3 separate regions of the Mus musculus genome follow, and regions 2 and 3 are each linked to region 1. A link is a contact called in public Hi-C and HiChIP or PLAC-seq data. All regions are on one chromosome and are shown on one strand. Each heading gives the region's core, a stretch centred on a gene start, on an enhancer-like site or on the middle of the called end of the contact. The rest is flanking DNA. Distances are from core to core; before and after follow the strand shown.

The links. Hi-C and Micro-C count contacts between places; a contact is called where the count stands out from the background. HiChIP or PLAC-seq counts read pairs in DNA pulled down with a chosen protein or histone mark.
Region 2: a contact with region 1 is called in a Hi-C map of forebrain, with 5 times the contacts expected there. The contact joins two enhancer-like sites. A contact is called at or near these places in 9 of 484 Hi-C or Micro-C datasets (the HL-1 cell line, brown adipocytes, cortical neurons and 3 more), 1 of 115 datasets of contacts at active chromatin or transcription factors (VIP interneurons) and 2 of 9 other capture datasets (embryonic stem cells and pancreatic islet).
Region 3: a contact with region 1 is called in an H3K27ac HiChIP or PLAC-seq map of VIP interneurons, with 3 times the contacts expected there. The contact joins two enhancer-like sites. A contact is called at or near these places in 7 of 39 promoter capture datasets (the C10 cell line, the HPC-7 cell line, cranial neural crest and 4 more), 1 of 15 datasets of contacts at CTCF or cohesin (large pre-B cells), 25 of 484 Hi-C or Micro-C datasets (B cells, the Ba/F3 cell line, CD4 T cells and 15 more), 6 of 115 datasets of contacts at active chromatin or transcription factors (SST interneurons, VIP interneurons, bone marrow-derived dendritic cells and 3 more) and 2 of 9 other capture datasets (embryonic stem cells and pancreatic islet).

The regions. Positions count from the first base shown.
Region 1 is chr8:124,397,747-124,402,313 of GRCm38.p6, forward strand. All of the region lies in intron 1 of Pgbd5 (piggyBac transposable element derived 5), which reads right to left. Among named protein-coding and RNA genes, the nearest start is that of Pgbd5, 34 kb to the right of the region's middle. Within about 2 kb of position 1,830, at least 20 of the 459 cell types and tissues checked have an H3K27ac peak or open chromatin away from gene starts, as enhancers often do. A contact at or near this core is called in SST interneurons, VIP interneurons, cerebellar granule neurons and 3 more, where this site is marked.
Region 2 is chr8:124,615,062-124,619,628 of GRCm38.p6, forward strand. Capn9 (calpain 9) reads left to right here. Exons shown (of 20, transcript NM_023709.4): 18 at 1,092-1,208; 19 at 2,372-2,430; 20 at 3,421-3,670. The coding sequence ends at 3,447. Among named protein-coding and RNA genes, the nearest start is that of Capn9, 41 kb to the left of the region's middle. Within about 2 kb of position 2,715, at least 110 of the 459 cell types and tissues checked have an H3K27ac peak or open chromatin away from gene starts, as enhancers often do. A contact at or near this core is called in VIP interneurons, cortical neurons and forebrain, where this site is marked.
Region 3 is chr8:124,554,974-124,559,540 of GRCm38.p6, forward strand. Agt (angiotensinogen (serpin peptidase inhibitor, clade A, member 8)) reads right to left here. Exons shown (of 5, transcript NM_007428.4): 3 at 4,257-4,524; 4 at 2,768-2,912; 5 at 1,614-2,148. The coding sequence ends at 1,957. Among named protein-coding and RNA genes, the nearest start is that of Agt, 12 kb to the right of the region's middle. Within about 2 kb of position 1,803, at least 40 of the 459 cell types and tissues checked have an H3K27ac peak or open chromatin away from gene starts, as enhancers often do. A contact at or near this core is called in SST interneurons, VIP interneurons, cerebellar granule neurons and 1 more, where this site is marked.

The sequences.
Region 1 (4,567 bases), core at 580-3,079:
AGCAGGTGTTAGCATAGTGAAGACACAAACTAAGCTCTCAAAGAAAGACAGTTATAAACACGGCCAGAGCACAGGCAAAGGCCAGCCAAGGCACAGCTTCTTATCTGTGCGCAGAGCCTGGCAGTGCCCCTAGGATGGGAAAGCTCTCCAACTCCTGAAGCCCCCGACGCCAAGGACAAGCATCCACAGTCTCTCCTGACTTCAAGTCCACACAGTCCCTGGAGGTCCCCATCCCTGACTCCAGTTTCCCTAAGTCTCCCCCCCCATTCTAGGTAAACATAGCACCTGGAGGACACCCCCAATTCCAGAAACTCGCAGCCCTCAGAAGCTGAGACTACAGAGACATGGTGCAGATTTCTAGCTCCCCTTAGGCTGGTTCCCAATTCCAATACTGTATGTGCAGCTGAATTTGAAGACCACAGAAGCAGAGAAGAAACAGCAACGGGGTGAAGGACTGAGTCCCACAGTGCCAGGCATGTACACACACACACACACACACACACACACACATACCTACCTCACAGAGAGGATGCAACAGAGACATCACCACTCCGCAGGATGGCCCGGAATGTATAGCCAGGGGCTTTGCCAAGACTGCGCTGCCTGGAGTGGATCCCTTTGCCCACAGAGGCCGATGGAGCACCAGGCTGGCCACAGTGGCTCAAGATTGTCTTGTGGGAAAAGGGCCCAGCTCTGTATCCAGGCATGCCTGACTTCCACATACGTTCTCTAGACAGGGCACAGAAACCACAAAGCCTTCATTTCCCCATCTTCAGAATAAGAGTTTTCAACACATAGAGCAATCCCGAGAATAAAACAAAATATTGTGCAGGAAGCAGGGCGCCGCATGAGGTTCACACTGGGTATGGAATAACCGCCGTTCATAGCCACTGCTATGCAAGTCATCTGCCAAGATGCTGTCATTACTGTCATGTGCCTCAACAGAGATGCAGCCACTCCACCTAAGACTCCCTCTATGGAAAAGCTAGGTATTCAACTCTGCCCGACTTTGCATCTATGGAGGGATGCAGATTTTACAAACCAATCACGAAGACCACCTCAGGTCTCTTGGCTAACCCCCTAAGATCAAGCTCAAGGCTCTGTGGGACGGGGTTAACAGATACCAAGCACACTTTCTGAAATCAGCAGGTGCAGGAGGTATTTGGAGGATGCTCCTTGTGGGCCTCCGGGCTCTGACTGCTCCACCTCCTGTTCCCCATCCATTCAATGACTTCACCCAATACTAAGGAGCAACTATATGCAGTTTGACGAGATGGCCGGCAGGGGGTGCCGCCACAGAAGCTCTGCTGCTGAGCGCCTAGATAAAACCTTTCTCTGACCCCCTCCAAGTCAAGTTCTCCAGCACTTGAGTCACGTGGTTGGCTTATGTCCCACCCACACAACCCCAAAAAGGGGGGGGGGGGTCAGGAAGAGCGGCAAGCATGGTGTACAGGCTGCTGCCCTCTCCAGCTCAGTGAGTGACTCACCTGCACCTTGTCTGCTACATACCAACCTACAGGGCCAGAAATATTCTTGTCCTCACAGCCCAACGCAACACTCCCTGCACCTACCAGCGCTGGGCACCTTCTACAAGTGGGCGCAGCCTGAGGTATCCCAAAGAGAAACAAGTGTCCTCTCGACACCTTTGGCTGTGCACAGGGACAACACACTCCTCCCCTCCCTCCTCTTCTTCTCTTCCCTTTGCTGAGCCAGGACTTCATTATATAACCAGGCTGCCCTCAAACACGCGATCCTCCCGTGTGCTGGAATGACAGACATACAGATGTCATCATCCTCCCCTACGCGAGTCAAGCCAATGGGAAGAGCAGCTGGCCCAACATCCCACACACGCAAAATGGTATCACATGCCCGCAGGGCTGTGGCAACACCAAAGGGAACTTCTGTTCCACACAGCCAGCCTAAAGACCAGAAACTCATCAGCCATAGCCTATACTTATTTCTGAGGCCCATTCAAAGTCCAGCGCCGTCCTGAGCGGACTCTGACATGCCCAATTAAGAGAAGAACCTCATTCCCAGCCCGCCTCCTTTTGGCTGCCTGCCAACCCATGGCCTCCCAACCCATGGCTTCCTTGGTTTTCCCTCCACTGTCTGTGTTCTAGCTGCGTCTACAGGCCTCATCTGCCTCCCCTGAACTCCTGGTTCATTCAGTGAGTCTCCAGCACTGTATAAGAAACTCTATAGCTGCTGGAACTTCAGTCCCTCCCTTTCCTCCACATGATTATCAGCTTCTTTTGTTTGTTTTTAAAGACTGATTTATTTAATGATTATGGTGTTCTGCTTGCATACATACATACATGTGCACCACATGTGTGCCTGGTCCCTGCGGAGGCCAGAGAGGGTGTCTGATCCTTTAGAACCAGCTCGTCTGTGAGCTGCATTGGGCACTAGGAACTGAACGGAGGTCCTCTGAAAGAGAAGTACTCTTAACCGCCAAGCCATTTCTCTGGCCCCATGATTGTCTGTGTTTTGAGATGGGGGTCTCAGGTACCCCAGGTTGGCCCCAAACTCATTTTGTATTTGAGAAACTGAATTTCTGATCCTCCTGCCTCCACCTCTAAATGCCAGGACTACAGGTGTTCGCCAGCACACCAGGCTTATGTGCTGCTGGGGTCAAGTGCAGGGCTCTCTGCATGCTAGAAAAGCCCCCTACCAACCGAACCAAGTCCCCAACTCCAGGTCTCTTTGTTTTTGTTTTTTAAAGACAAGGTCTTATGCTATCCAGGCTGGCTTCAAACATAGCCAAGGATGACCTTGAATTTCTGGTCCTCTTTTGTCTCCAGTCTCCAAGTGTTGAGCCCAAGGCCTTGGGCTAACTGAACCACATGCCCAGGCCCCAGAATTAGTTTTTAAAACAACCCTTTTCAGCCACTCTCCCGCTTCACGTGTCCTGCAGGCACCTACGGTCTTCTGCTTCAAGGGGGAGCCTTTGCTTTCTGAGTCTCAAGTGATAGAGAGTCCCACCCCTTTACAGCCCATCCAAGCCCACGTCATCACATGGGACTGGCCACACCAAGGCACTTGCTCACCAGCACGCGGGGTGACTTAACTCTCATCTGCTAACCTCCTGCTGCCTCCCACCACCAGCCCACCCAACCCTCCCACCCACTCCAAACACCTGCCTGCTCCTCTCTATTCAGGGTCAGCTGCTCCTCATGTGACAAACAGCACCTGCAGCCAGATGCCATGTGTCCTCTACAGTGTCAGGTGCCACCTTGTTGGCTTATTTAGTCCCCAGCTCCCCAAGAGACCTTATTGTTCCCACTTCACAGATGAAGCTCGGGACCTCAAAGCTTCCCCAGCGATCTGATCCCGCCTGACAATATTTTAAGATTGATTTACTTAACACACTGTGAGCGTTTTGCCTGCACTTCTGCATGTGCACTTTGTGTGTGTCTGGGGTCCTAGCAGGCCACAAGACAGAGATATCCTAGAACTGGAGTCACAGAAGGTTGGGAGCTGTCGTGTGGATGCTGGGATCTTAACTGCTGAGCCATGTCTCCCTACCCCTGCCCACCAACTCTTCTTCATCGCCACATCAGAGGGACTTACTGTTAAATTACCCAGTGTCTACTTATCGGATGTACATGGCAGCTGTACTGAGCAGGATGCCAGCTGCCCTGTGCCACGTACAAAAAGCAGCTTGGGTAGGGGGCCACTTTTCAGGATAATTAAAGCAAATGGCAACACAGAGGGTGGAGCCCCCACACTAGAAGAGATGAGCAGGATTTTCAAGTCAGCTCCCTTCACTAACTGCACGGAGACATGAACCCTGCTTGGAGTTGTGTAACTCTGGGGCCAAGTTGGGTTCACATGGCCTCTCCTTGCTCTGCCTCCTGGTATGGAGCTCTGGGTAGGAAGCATCCAGGCTTGGCCTTCACTGGACCATAAGGCTAGTGTGGTCACCCAGAGGGCTGAGCATTCAAGGCCAGAATGCCCACACCTTTCTTGGGTGGAAGCCCTCCAGTGTCTGACTACTGGCCAAGTTGATATAAGCTTTGCTGCCGGTGGGTGGCCCTGCAGAAGAGGGGGAGGTGTGCGGGCTTCTGGCTGGGGTGGGGGTGGGAGGGCAAGAACTCCAGGAAAGCTCTCCAAGCAGAGAAGGCACTGGGCAGAGCCGAGCCACATCTGCACAGAGACCTGTGGCTCAGCTTCTATCCAGACCAATGTCTTGGTTCCAAGGCAGTGCGTGGAAGTGTTGACTGCCAACCAGCAGAACTGTCCCATATAAGAATGTGTAGCTGAAGTGACACAGAAAAGCAAAGGACAGAGTCGGCAGAAACAGGGAGAATTACAACGGGCATCAAAACTGGGCATGGCAGTAAACACTTAGTAATCCCAGCACCAGGGAGGCAGAGGCAGGAGGATCACAAGTTCAAGGTCATACTGACCTACCTCGTGAAGCTCGCTTCAAAAACACAAAAGCAAAGGATGTGCCATAGCCTTAAGTCACAGAAGGGTGGAAGGGTGGGTGCCTGCTGCTGCATTATCCTCAGGGAATGGGAGAGTGAGTTAGGTGCCGACTGTACTGGCTAGTTTTGTGTCAACT
Region 2 (4,567 bases), core at 1,465-3,964, 220 kb after region 1:
GGGAATTACAGAGCTTACAGACTGTCTGCATAAAAATGTTACAGAAATAAACCAGGCTTATTTACCTGCCAAAGCAACTCTTATAAAGGACAACATTTAATTAGGGCTGGCTTACGAGTTCAGAGGTTCAATCCATTATCATCAAGGCGGGAGCATGGCAGCATCCAGGCATGGAGGAGCTGAGAGTTCTACTTCTTGTTCTGAAGGCAGGCAGGAAAGAAGACTCATTTCCAGGCAGCTAGGACAAAGGTCTCAAAGCCCACTCCCACAGTGACACACTTCCTCCAAGGCCACACCCACTCCAACAAGGCCACACCTCCAAATAGTGCCATTCTGTGGACCAAGCATATTTAAACCACCACACTGACTAATGAGGAAAATGAAGGCTGGAGAAGTGGAGCCATGCCCTGTGGTGGCCAGGCCATGTTCAGGGCCACACTGGCTCCCAGTGTGCACAGCTCCAGCATGATGTGAGGAATGAGCCCCTACACAGCACCCCTCACTGAGGGTGTCAGTCCCTTAGGAGATATCTCCAATACCTTGAATCTTAACGATCTTTTCTTTTTAATTTACTTTTATTAGTTACAGTCCAGTCATTACCCCCCCTTCCTGGTTCACTCTCCTACGGTTTCTCCTCCCTCCTGTCTCCAAGAGGTTATTCCTACCCTCCACACCTACCAACCTTAAGGATCTTAAGAAATACCAGTGGGCTGAGGAGATGATCACACTAGCCCAAGGATATGGGTTCAATCCCAGAACCCATGTAAGTAAGGCATGTTAGCCTGGACTTGTAATCCCAGCATTGGAGAGGCAGAGACAGCAGGGTTTCTGAAGTTTGCTAGCCAGCTAGCCTAGCCTACTTGGCAAGTTCCAGACCAGTAAGGCGGGGAGAGGGGGGTGACCCCAAGGAATGATAGCTGCTTTTGTCCTTTGGCCTCCACCCACACTTTTGCACATGGACATCCACATGAACACGTGCACACAGGCGTTGCACACTGAATAATTCACTTCTGTGCCTCTGGAGGTCCCGGAGATGTCTGCTCACCATGGGGTCATCCAAGGCAAGTCCTGAGTCTCCTGTGTCTCCTCAGGCTTTCAGCTGGGTGGCCATCTCCTGCAGCTGATTGTCCTCAGGTATGCAGATGAGGACCTCCAGCTGGATTTCGATGACTACCTCAACTGCCTGGTGCGGCTGGAGAATGCAAGCCGTGAGTACGCATGGGACCCCTGAGTGTACAGGCGAGCTGAGAGTGTGCAGGGGAGCCCTGAGTGTGCATGTGAGTCCTGAGTGTACAAGGGAGCCCTGAGTGTACAGGGAGCCAAGAGAGTCCTTGGACCCTTGGGAGCACAGAGTGCCCAGCTCAGGGTCTCCAGTCACCATCTATGAATACATAAGAAACAACCTGGGGGGAAAAAGGCAGATCTAGGACATGGAGGGCCACCGTGGATGTCTGTGCAGACACTATGCCCTGTGGTCAGCTGAGAGACAGAATAAGGTCCTGTGGTTACACACCTACAGGCTGTGAAGGGCTGTGAGTGGACAGGTTTCACACCTCCTACTGAGGAAAAGTCAAGTCCCCTCACAAAACCCAAAATGAGAAGTCTCTGCCCCTCGCTTGTTCTCCCCTGAAAGCCCCAGACACAGACCCAGTCGTTTAAGCAGGGTCTGCTGTACAGGAAAGATGGAAGGCTTGTGTGCAGGTGCTCTACACAGGAGATTCATGGACACACTCTCTCCCAAAATAGCCCCCAAGGGTGGCCAAATGCATCCAGGGCAGCTCAGCCATCCATTGTCCCTTCAGCTGCAAACGAACATGTCCCAGTATCTTGTGGTTTTATAATGCACATGCATTTTACACACCTGCACAGCCATGGGATGCCCAGTACACACCTAGAAATTTTACACACCTGCACAGCCATGGAATGCCCAGTTCATAGTGAAGTGTCCCCAGTGGGATGACAGGATGTTGTCACTATTGCTTGGGGCACTTAGCATCCAAGCAGGTCCATGCTACATTCATATTCTCTCTTTCTCTCTCTCTCTCTCTCTCTCTCTCTCTCTCTCTCTCGCTCTCGCTCTCGCTCTCGCTCTCGCTCTCGCTCTCGCTCTGGGAAAGCCCCTCCTCCACCTTGCTAATCAAGGTTTGGCTGTATCTCTTCTGGAGGTAGGAATCTGAGGTTCAAATTAGACAGTCCCTTCTCAGATCACCCTGGCTAGGAATTGAATCCTTTCGATCGTCTCCACCCCACCATGCAGGGAATCTGATCTCCACTAGAGGGAGCAGCTACCCACAGATTTCCCAGTGGTCCAGGAGCCCTTAAACCTGCCCAGGGGTCTGGCTCTACTGTGACGCTGCCTCCCTCCCAACAGGGGTGTTCCAATCTCTCAGTGTGAAGAACAAGGACTTCATCCATCTCAACATAAACGAGGTATGGCCAAGCAGACCCCGGCCAGGGCGCAGCAGAGTATGAACACGCTAAGTGGATCCCCCAGGCAGGACGAGCGAGCACTCGCCGTGGGCAATTACTCAGTGCAGAGGCCGGTGTTTGTCCTTTTGGCAGTCAGCATAATTAGCGCTATAATCCTGTGAGCTGTGGGTGTCTTCATTGCCCTAGTGTCTGCTCATGTGAGCCCCAAGAAAGAGGGTGTGGAGTAAACAACGTTCCACATAAACACGAGCAAGCCTGGTGAGAGGAAGGGAGAAATGAGAAGCTTCCAGCTGCTTCCGCAGCCTGGCAGCTCGCTTGCTCACAAGGAGCCTGAGCTACCACCCTGCCTCCCTTCCCTTCAGCTCCACTATGGTAGAGGGCCATCTTTCTCTGGAAAGGTGGGTCACCAAACTCACACTACCCTGCCCAAGATGTCTCTGTGAGGCTTCCCCTTCAACAGGAACAAAACACATCTTATCCCTTTGTCCTATCCGCCCTCTACTGAAAGTGCACTTAGCCTTTTTCAAGGTTTATCTGACTGGGGAGATGGGCACAAGCAGAAGGGCCCACGTTTGAACCCTACGACCCGTGTAAAAAGCCAAGTCTGGCGGCATGTATCTGCAATTCCAGCGCTGTGTGGGGGCTGAGGCAGGTGGATCTCTGAAGCTCACTGGCCAGCCAGTGTGGTCATGGACAATTAGTACCTACAGGTTCAGTGAGAGACTTTTTCTCGAAATAGAAGATGGGGAGAGAAATGCCTGGTCTGCACCCACATACACGTATGCATGCATACATAAAATAATTATACATGCGACACACCCAGCAATCTGTTTTAATTTAAATTTTAAATAAATGGTTTCATGTTGAGTCAGAAGGCCAAATTTGTGCAAGATGACCGACCAGCAAGAGTTCTTGCGACATAATACAAACAGAAGCCACTCCTCAGTTGCTAGGCTGGATTTCTAAAGCCTCATCTCTCTTTACTTCCAGTTCATCAGCCTGACCATGAACATCTGAGGTTGCTCTGACCCGATGCCGTCTGCCCCTCTGATACTCAGCTTCTGGATCATGAACCTCGAAACTTTTTTTTAGAGGGCTGCCCCGCCCACTGCTCTCTCTCCTCCCGGCCTCACACCACCCTCCTCCCCTCTCCATAGTGAGTTAGAAGAATCTAAAGGGATTGGCTGAGTTCTCTGATTCTGTGGAACTTCTTATAAAATCATTGCTCTACAAGAACCTACGGTACCATCTGTGTCTGTGTGCTCAGGCCTGGGGTTGCTGTGTGCTCCTCCCGCCCCCGCACCTCCCCCGCGCCCCCCCCCCCAACTGGTCATTCAATGTTCCAGTACCCAGAGTCCTGGCTCCAATCATGCTATTAAGACACACACACATGATGCTTTTCTTTATTTTCTTTATTCAAGGGGAGGTTAGTGAAAATGTTTATCTCAGAATGAGAGAGCAGAGCCTGATGATGCTGAGGGTCTAAAGTGTTATGGGGTAACGTGGAAATTATTCTGATGTACTACTTGGGGAGACTGATGGCAGTACTGTGTGTGTGTGTGTGTGTGTGTGTGTGTGTGTGTGTGTGTGTGTTGGAGGACAACCACAGGTATCCATTCCTCAGGTACTATCCACCTTGCTTTTTAAATATATATTTTTTTTGTTTGTTTGTTTGTTATGGATGGTTGTGAGCCACCATGTGGTTGCTGGGATTTGAACTCAGGACCTTTGGAAGAGCAGTCAGTGCTCTTATCCGCTGAGCCATCTCTCCAGCCCCCTTAAATATATTTTAATTATTATATTTTGAACCGCTTGCATACATGTTTAACCGTGTGTAGGTGCACGTGAATATGGTTTCTCTCAGAAGTCAGAAGAGAATGTCAGATCCCTGTAGCTCTTGTGAGCTGTGTGACATGTGCTAAAAACTGAACTCAGACTCTCCGCAAGAACAGTATGGGCTCTGTTCTTACCTGCCGAGCCATCTCTCCAGCCGCTCCACCTTGGGGTTCTGTTTGTTTGGTTTTTTGGTGTGTGTGTGTTTTATTTATTTTTTAAAGATTTATTTATTTTACATATATGAGGACACTGTAGCTGTCTTCAGGCACACCAGAAGAAGGCATCGGATCCCATTACAGAT
Region 3 (4,567 bases), core at 553-3,052, 160 kb after region 1:
AGTGTGGAAGTATAAGCTGAATAAACCCTTTCCTCCCCAACTTGCTTCTTGGTCATGATATTTGTGCAGGAATAGAAACCCTGACTAAGACACCCATGGACTCCTAGGATGGTTCATCTTATCAGCCTGATAGAATTTAGGGTCATCCAAGAAACAAGCCCCTGGATATGCCTGTGAGGCAGTTTCTAGGTGGGGTTAAATGATGTGGGAGATACCTCGTAAGAATTGACAGCAGCATCCCATGGGCTAAGAAAATGAGTTGAACACCAGCCTCGGCCCCTCCCCTTCCCCATGTGTGGCTGTGGTATAGCGTGTGTATGTGTGTGTGTGTGTGTGTGTATGTGTGATCTCCATGGGTGTGTCTTCACTGTAAGTGGCCAGCTGTCTTGTGCCCCCCTCCTACACTCTCCCCACCACTCAGGCATGACCCAGAATAAACCCTTACATTGCTTTGTCTGCTATTTTGTCACAGCCATGAGAAGTTCACGCCACCTCCCTCTGGACCAGGGCCTTTCTTAGCATCCCTGTAAGCCCATAGGCCAGGGAGAGTGAGGAGTTGGCCTCTAGTTAACCATGGTACACAGGTCCCTCACTATGTTGCCTGGCACAAGCAGGGGTTGGACTAGCTAGATTGCCACACGCACAGGGTAAGTGCCTTTGAGGTACAGGAAGCCAGAGAGGAGTTTTCAGGAGGCAACAGGACTAGGATGAGAGAAGCCGGGCCTCAGAGTGGACCCCGGTCACAGGAACACACTTTATGCCCCACCTGTACTTACAGGACCCTATGGTCTCAGCTCCAAGCTCCAGAGAAGCCGTCTGTGAGGTTAGGCTATGCTCACACAGAGTCAAACTCCAGCTTAGGCCAGAGAGGTGACTCCATGTTCTAACACAGGATTCCCCACTGTCTGTGCCCTGTGGGCTTTACTGTACTCTCTGGCCTTCGCCTGAGGCTAGCATGCTACAATGCTCTCACCTGCTTCCCAGTCTGTACAGGGAGGAGGCAGCCTGCCACGCACATGCACATGCACACACACACACACACACATGCACACACATGCACACGCGCTCGCACACACACACACACACGTGCACACATGCGCGCGCACACATGCACATGCTCACACGCACATGCTCACACGCACATGCACACACACACATGCACACACACGCACACACACACGCACGCACACACACACGCACACGCACACACCACTACCTCGGCCTGTCTTGCTCCTTCCTCAGCACACTCCTAGATCTGGAAGCTGCAGATTTGATCTCAAGGGGACAGGCAGAGAGGTGGTAGCAGTAAAGGAAGGCCCCTCCGCCCAGGTCCTTTCTCAAGGCCTCTTGGTGACAGCCCTCTCCTCTACCACCTGGCCGGCACACATTGGCCTCCTTGTCAAGAGCTTCAGGAATGTTGCTCAGCCTGTCAGCTAAACTAAGCATGTCTGCTCTGCCCATAATACTGTGTTTAGCTTATCACTGAAAGACAATTCTCAGCACAGTGAGGAATATGTTTTCAAATCATGGTGCCAGGGATAAGAAGTCGTAAGACATTGTAGGACTCTGGACGTCATGGTCTAATACTCAGTGAGCTAATTACAGACCCAAAATAAGGGGATAATGTGCATTTTAATGTTAAAACCCAATTTCTGTCCTCAAATAAAAAAAAGGGGGGGTGCTTTTTGGTGTCACAAACAGTTTTTTGGTCCAAATTTCTTCCAGAGTGGCAGTCCTGTGCAGAGTGCCAGCTTCTGGCTGTCACCCCAGTATCCAAACAAACCCACATCCCAGGAGGCTCTGCTGCTCATCATTTATTCTCGGTCAGCGCAGTCTCCAAGGAGACGGCCTCTGCCGCGCTACAAGGCGTGATGGGGAGCCAGGGGTGACAGCACTGAGTTTTGCCCAGAACGGTTCTCCGACACCGGCCTTGTCTCCATGGCTAGGCACAAGGCCTCACACCACACTCTGGGGGTTATTCACTCTGCCCAGAAAGTGCAGCGTGCCTGAGTCCTGCTCGTAGATGGCGAACAGGAAGGGGCTGCTCAGGGTCACATCCAGTGCCTCCGGTGAGCCAGGCTGCTGGACAGACGTGGTCGGCTGTTCCTCCTCTCCTGCTTTGAGTTCGAGGAGGATGCTATTGAGAACCTGCAAAGCAGAGAGATCTCTCCTTAAGGAGGGGTTACAGGCCAGGGACTGGCTCAACCGCCCCAAAGGGGGACACTGTCCAGCCTGCCAGAAGGAAGTGTGGACACACCTGTCCTCTAAGTGGGGGCTGGGCACCAACACCCAGCTCCCATAGAGGCTGCTGCTCAACATGCCCCTGTCCCCTTGTTCACCTGCCATCTTGGTACTCTCCCATATTTGGCTAAACAGCACAGTGGGGTCATGTCTTCTACAGTGACTCCCCTGTTTCTCAGCATCCTTGGCAATGCCAACAGAATCCAGGCACATCCTCTGTTTTACATAGCTCTCTGTCTATGGTTGAGATGCTCCCCAAAGAAACTGCAGACCAGGGCATGGGGCATTCCCCATCTACCACAGCTTTATGGAGGATGCAAGGCTGGACTAAGCAGGAACAGAGATGGGCCTGGAACTAGAGATGCCAAGAGAGCCAAGGGAGACCGCTGTTCCCCATGTCACTGGGAGCCAGAGTCCTGGCAGTGCCTGCTGCTCTTTCCTTCCTGCCCTGCTGGTCTTGGGCACAGCTTCCTCCGTGTGACCATCCACCCCCCCTTCCCTGCTACACAGCCAGAGCAGCACTCACCTCTCCCACTCGGGGGTTGGTGTCACCAATGTTGTTCAGATTTGCCTCCGCACCCAAAAGGGTGGGCAGCTTGTCCTCAGCCAGCAGGTCCTGCAGATTGTAGGATCCTCGGATTTCCAGCTGGGGCAGAGTCAGGCGGATGGCCCTGTGGAGATAAAGCCTTTAGGGGGCTGGGAAGCTCCCACCCACTGAAAAAGAGACTAAGCGCTCAGCCAGTCAGTGTCCTGAGTTGAAACAGTCCCTGCGGGAAGGGGGTGCATAAGACACAGCTGGAGAAAGCTGCTCTGGAAGCTGCACAGGATCCTCCCAGCATGGTATAATCAGGAAATGACTGCTGGGGAAAGGGGACTGGTAGAGCTGCCTCCAGGTTGTGCAGGGAGCTCCAGGGATGCAGCTTCCGTGAGTGGTCGCCCATGCTGCCCAACGAAGTAACTGCAATGAATGCTCTGAATGACCGAATTCTACTCGGAAGGGATTGATTCTTGGGTCTGAAGTTGGTGCCCTATCTGGAGTGAATATATATTTGCTTGCATCTCCCCAAGAAGGGTCACACAACAATACAGGACATTGTCACCCCAAGGAACTTCTCAGAAACAAACACAACAAAAACCTCCTGAAACAGGAGGAGGACCAGTAACATCGACTGTGGAGAGCTTGCTGGTGGTGGGCAGCTGTGTGCCCTGTGCTCTCAGCCTGGCTGCATAAGGAGTGCCTTCCCTGGAAAAGCCAAAGATGCCTTTGACTAACAGGCCATTAGCCAGGCAGAGCACCTCATCCCTATCACCCTGGCACTTGAGAAGTGGAGGCAGGGGGATTACCACGAGTGCTAGACCCTCTCTAAAACCAAAACGCTAATAAGATAATGGCCCTTATCTGTGCTGGATAGTTTTATGTCAACTTGACACAAACTAAGAGTCTCAGCTAAGAGAATGCCTCCAGATTAGGCAAGCCTGTAGGGCATTTTCATAATTAGTGATTGATGGAGAAGGGCCCTGCCCATTGTGGGTGGTGCCATCCCTGGGGTGGCGGTCCTGGTTCTATAATAAAGCGGGCTGGGCAAGCCAGGGGAAGCAAGCCAGTAAGCTGCATCCCTCCATGGCCTCTGCATCAGCTCCTGCCCCCAGGTTCCTGTCCTGTTTGAGTTCCTGTCCTGTCTTCCTTCAGTGATGGACTATGATCTGGAAGTGTAAACCAAATAAACCCGTTCCTCCCCAACTTGCTTTTTGGTCATGGTGCTTCGTTGCAGCAATAGAAACCCTAAACCAGCCCCAGTTGGCTCACTGCCTCCCTGTGGAGGAAGGGAATATCCATAGCCTCACAGATAACAGCCATACCCACAACCACACTGCTCATGATGGCAGGAGGGAGGGAGGGGGTGGTAACAGGACATGCTGTTTACATGGACAGACCTGGACAGACTGATGTGTGAGCATGCAGCAGATGCCATTCATGCAGCTCTACTCCCCAAGGTTCCCCGCACACTTCCTACCGAGGAGGCGGGTTCTCTATCCAAGTCAGGAGGTCGTTCCGGAAGATGAGGGCCTCCACCCTGTCGAGATCTGAGGTGCAGTGGGGCTGGATGAGCAGCAGGGTGGCTCTCTCACCTAGGGGCACGCACGTCACGGAGAAGTTGTTCTGGGTGTCACTCCAGTGCTGGAAGTTGCCAGTGCCGGAGATCATGGGCACAGACACCGAGATGCTGTTGTCCACCCAGAATTCATGGACTCCAGGCAGCTGAGAGAAACCTCTCATCGTTCCTGAAAGCAGCAGAGACCAAAGAGAAGCTCAACAGGGGTGGGG